2 separate regions of the Gasterosteus aculeatus genome follow, and region 1 is linked to region 2. Evidence: chromatin contacts called from public Hi-C data. All regions are on one chromosome and are shown on one strand. The core of a region is the stretch at or near the end of the contact, and the rest is flanking DNA. Distances in the headings are between cores, read along the strand shown. Region 1 overlaps abhd5a (abhydrolase domain containing 5, lysophosphatidic acid acyltransferase a). Region 2 holds the start of cndp1 (carnosine dipeptidase 1).

The links. Hi-C and Micro-C count contacts between places; a contact is called where the count stands out from the background.
Region 1: a contact with region 2 is called in a Hi-C map of skeletal muscle, with 9 times the contacts expected there. The contact joins the enhancer-like site here to the promoter of cndp1 in region 2. A contact is called at or near these places in 3 of 6 Hi-C or Micro-C datasets (liver and skeletal muscle).

The regions. Positions count from the first base shown.
Region 1 is chr20:18,216,965-18,219,664 of fGasAcu3.hap1.1, forward strand. abhd5a (abhydrolase domain containing 5, lysophosphatidic acid acyltransferase a) reads right to left here. Exons shown (of 8, transcript XM_040164221.2): 8 at 1,531-2,700. Among protein-coding and RNA genes, the nearest start is that of abhd5a, 8.4 kb to the right of the region's middle. Within about 2 kb of position 1,292, at least 2 of the 9 cell types and tissues checked have open chromatin away from gene starts, as enhancers often do.
Region 2 is chr20:18,160,923-18,163,622 of fGasAcu3.hap1.1, forward strand. cndp1 (carnosine dipeptidase 1) reads left to right here and starts at 1,313. Exons shown (of 12, transcript XM_040164937.2): 1 at 1,313-1,446; 2 at 1,844-1,954; 3 at 2,342-2,485. The coding sequence starts at 1,844.

The DNA of each region.
Region 1 (2,700 bases), core at 42-2,541, 56 kb after region 2:
AAAATGGAATTCATTATTTTCCTCAACATTCTACACACAACAACCCATAATGACAAAGTGAAAACTGTTTTTTGCAAATCTGTAAAGAACGAAAACATAACATGTACATAAGTATTCACGGCCTTTGCCATGACACTCCAAATTGAGCTCAGGTGCCTCCTGTTTCCACTGATCGTCCTTGAGATGTTTCTACAACTTGATTGGAGTCGACCTGTGCTAAATTCAGTTGATTGGACATGATTGAGAAAAGCACACACCTGTCTGTATAAGGTATCACAGTTGACAGTGGAAATCAGAGCATAAACCAAGCCATGAAGTCCAAGGAATTATCTGTAGACCTCCGAGACAGAATTGTATCCAGGCACAGATCTGGTGAAGGGTACAGAAAGATTTCTGCAGCATTGAAAGTCCCAATGAGCACAGTGGCCTCCATCATCCGGAAGTGGAAGAAGTTTTGGAACCACCAGGACTCTTCCTAGAGTTGGTTGCCCAGCCAGACTGAGCGATCGGGGGAGAAGGGCCTTAGTCAGGGAGGTGACCAGGAACCCGATGGTCACTCTGACAGAGCTCCAGCGTTGTTCTATGAAGAGAGGAGAACCTTCCAGAAGGACAACCAGCTCTGCAGCACTCCACAAGTCAGGCCTGTTTGGTGGCCAGACGGAAGCCACTCCTCAGTAAAAAGCACATGACAGCCCGCCTGAAGGACTCTCAGACCATGAGAAACAAAATTCTCTGGTCTGATGAAACAAAGATTGAACTCTTTGGCCTGAATGCCAAGCGTCATCTCTGGAGGAAACCAGGCACTGCTCATCACCTGGCCAATACCATCCCTACAGTGAAGCATGGTGGTGGCAGCATCATGCTGTGGGGATGTTTTTCAGCGGGAGGAACTGGGAGACGAGTCAGGATTGAGGGAAAGATGAATGCATGCTCCAAAGCGCTCTGGACCTCAGACTGGGGCGACGGTTCATCTTCCAACAGGACAACAGGCCAAGATAACAAAGTGGCTTCGGGACTCTGTGAATGTCCTTGAGCGGCCCAGCCAGAGCCCTGACCTGAACCCGATTGAACATCTCTGGACAGATCTGAAAATGGCTGCACGGACGCTCCCCATCCAACCTGATGGAACTTGAGAGGTTCTGCAAAGAAGAATGGGAGAAACTGCCCAGAAATAGGTGTGCCACGCTTGTGGAATCATACCCAAGAAGACTTGAGGCTGTAATTGCTGCCAAAGGTGCTTCAGCAAAGTATTGAGCAAAGGCTGTGAATACTGCCAAAGTGGAACGCACACCTCATGTTCGCTCCAGACTCATGTCTCTGGAGAGGAGAGGATATTCTGGCAACAGAGAAGAGACCTTGTGACATTTCCACAAATGTACATGAGCGCCCTCTACTGGCCGCGGGGGGAAGTGGAGGGAGTGCACGCGCTCTGCCACTGGCGAGAAGGGGATGAAATCATAGAAAGAGATGTATTTACAAGGATCATGTCTAACGTTTACATTTAGAAATGTCACAAGAGGAAACGTTTGCTTTTTTAACAATATCATCTGTGCAATTTTATTTTAACAAATTTAAAGCATGTTATTTCAGGCTCTACCTTTCATGTTGTCGATCACTGTTGATGATGTGAAAGATCATGAAATCAACTGTTACTAAAGCAGCATCAGAGGGAGACCAGTGTGACATTACTTTGAAGCTGTAGAAGCTCAGCACACTTTCTTCATATAGTCTCGGTCCAGGGGAAGATTTGTATGCGCTTCGTTTAGAGGAGAATATCTCAGCTATTAAATAAAATCGCACCTATAGGTGACACTATTATAACACTACAGGTGAATGGGACTTTTTTATTTTATAGATATCCTTATCAATTTCTACCAGATAAATCCTCATATTAAGAGATATGTTTTGGATTACTTTGTCTCGAAAATAAAATATGCAAATTAGGCAATATCTCAATACGCGTACATATAAACTCTTGAAGCTACAGATTTTCTCAGGTGATCACAATGTTCACAATGACTATGATTATACCCCCAACAAGTCATGGCGATCTACACCTCGCCGCTCCTCCGAGGACCGGAGACCGGTCGACCGGGGGAGGAAGGGGGTGTAATAATCGGCCAAACGAGTAGTAGCGCTACCGAACGGCAGCGCGAAACCAGTCGATATGAAGAAAACAACGAGCCTCTCGTCTGCCAGAAGGAGGAAACCGTCACAAGCGTCCCGCACTGACTGACGTCATCCTGGGTTGCTTAGGAATGAAATGAAATGCATCCGTTAGTAAGCAAGGATCGCTAGTTAGCATTAGCATTAGTTTCGGTCATCTCCCGCGGTCAACCGCGCATGCGTGACGTCATTTTTCAAAATTTTCCAGGAATCATATATATAAAGCGACAGTTGAGGAAAAAGAAGCTAACTTTTACTAGCATTTCTCCAAAATGCTAATTTTTTTTCTGAGATGAATCTTGGGAAAGATTACGCATTGAATATGGTTTAAGATGCTTTTTAACAGTCTTGTAGGTTTCAATACATCCAGCCAGGGTCATACTCCTAATTAATGCAGTTGAAATGACATTTTGCAGTAGAATACAAAAAGCCTACAAAAATGCAGAGGACAGCTGCGATAAAACAGAAGGCTGCCGGCTGCAGGACGAGCTGGACACCTTCTTCCCGTCAGCATCACTCGTATGAAGGAAGCAC
Region 2 (2,700 bases), core at 63-2,562:
CACACTGTCATCCCTGCTGCACAAAAGCTGATGGCAACAAAGCCAAATGCTCATGTGGCTGATTAGTGGCTGCAACTGTAACAGTTTCTTCTACGTGTCTATTACAATGATGCCATATGAGATATTTTCTTTGCACCACAGCATTTTACCAACATTATATCTTCTCGTCATCGCCCTTTGACCTCTTTGGATCTAGGATTGAATTGCGACAAATACACCAGGCTTCTGTGGATGGTGGTTCTATCTGATGGTGGTTCTGATGGTGGTTGTCCCTGCAGTGGTCCTGACTTGCTACCCGGAATTATTTGAATCATTTGTACATCTTTTACATTGTGTATATATATATATATATATATACATATATATATACATATATATATATATATATATATATATATACAAGACAACAGTGTTTTTGTTTTATGGTTTTTACGGTAAAACGGACTATAAAAAAGTACACGGCCACGGCCCCTACACTTAAAAAACAAAAGTAACTGTAGGATATTAGAAATAAACTGATGACCCGGTTCATAAATTCATAAAATGCATTTAGTGTACACCAGAATACAGCCATGATTCTGGAACTAAACTATTCAATAGAATAATACCAAAGTACAGCTATGATTGTATTTAATGTAATCAACTGGAATGCATGCATGTAATACCTGCAACACAACTGGTATTGACTGAGAGACATTCAAAATCCGAGTTCCATTGAACTCACCAGTGACCACTCCCTCAGGTGTGGACACTAACTTTCACACCTTTGCTGCTCTGTATAAATACCTGTAGACAGCCATTGTTCTCCAGTTCGCTGGTGGAAGCAACACACAGTCACTGTGGGGGGTTAGTTGGAGAGACCAGCTCAGCTGAGATGTTCTTTTTACCACAACACCCTTTCTTTTATTAAATACTTTTGATTTTAACTTCCAATCCAAGATGTCTTTTGTCCGTCTGACTTTTTCTATTTTATAACTCAATAACTCATTTAATGAGTTTGATGTAGCCATTTGTGACATGTCTCACACTGAGCATAATTTATCCAATAAACATGAAGAGGTGATGGGATTAAACATTTTCAGACAGCCCTATGTTTGGCATGCTTACAGGCAGCTCAACGTTTAAGTGCAGCACAACGGGGGGGTTGCTTGGAGATTCCAAAACACAAGCAATGGGAATTCGTTCATTTCCTTGTGCTTTTGTCCCTGCTGAACCCCACTGTGGACTCCTGGATTAGGATCAATAGATTAGGTGTACTAATTGTGCTTGTCAGCGGAAAAATTAAATGAATTTGTCAGCAGTCTTGGCACGGCGTCAGGAAATGTTTGAGTGGATGACCTCTGGGGCTCCGGAGCGCCAAGGGGAGGGTGTATAAAGGTGCAGATACGGGGCCACAGTCAGCCTGCAGTGGGACACTGTCCCACAAACACCTCCGGCAGAGACAAGGTGAGACGTAAAGACATCCTGCGAGCGTACTTTTACTTAAATATCCTTAAATGTAGACGTGTCGTGTTAAGTGTGAAGTGAATATCATCGGTTTTAGACATTTAAAGACGTAACCATGAAAGTCTGAGAAATTGAAACTAACAAACAAACTTTGATTTTAAAGCGAATAAAACTAAATAAAGTGTTCAATAGCGTTGAGTAGGGAGATGAAATGTTTGATGTCGTCTCTCTTGTTGAGGTTTTCCTTGGGGGGAGTCTAGACTGTCTAGACCTGAATATTTCTACAGCTCCGCACGTGTTTACTTTACCGAGAAACCCTTTTGTTATCAGATATACTCCGATGAGGTAATCCAGCCGTCTGCTCTGTCAATAATTCACCTTCTGACTCTCCCAAAAGATGAATGTTCCAGCTCTGGCCTGCGTGCTGATGGTCATCTCCACTGTCCGTGCCTTCCAGTATGCGGAGCTGGCGCGGTACATTGACAGCCATCAAGAGGAATATGTGGAGGTACAATATAATTATTTTTCCTTAAGTAATGCGTTCGAGAGTCCAGGCTCTGAACTTTCAGTCAAAGAAGTAAAGATACCAAAATGAAAGCACAAGGTTTGTTTGTCCAATAGATCAACCAGATGTGTTGAGAAAATGATGGTGCAGTGATGTGAAGGTCATGGTTCGATCACGTGTTGCAATCTGTGACACAGGGCTGTAGAAATATCACACACGTGACTAATTAAGCAACATAAATAAATAAAGTGAACTTCTGTAGATTTTGTAGGTGTATGATTGATTTATGGGATTTTAACATTTTAACACAAGAACTTGTGTACTTTGTATACCCACATATGGACAGAAGGTTAAGTGACGCCACTGAGGGTTTGATTGTGTGTCTTTCAGGCTCTGCGGGACTGGGTTGCAATTGAAAGCGACTCCAGCAACGTCTTCAGGAGACCGGACCTGCACCGCATGATGGACGTGGCGGCTCAGAAGCTGAGGCTCATGGGAGGGACTGTCGAGCTGGTGGACATCGGAGAGCAAGAAGTCAGTGACAGGGCCGATTCTACGCTTTAGTGAGATATGTAATCGTCACCCTAATTGATTGGTAGAAAGTGCGCTTTTCAAACAGCGAGCTCGGCTTATTTGGGGAGGGGGGCGACTGCTGGTAACAAAATGAATCCACTGCTTCCAAAACGTCCTCCTCTTCTCGCCACTAATAAGGAACATCGTAACATGCATTGTTGTTGCAGTTTATTGTA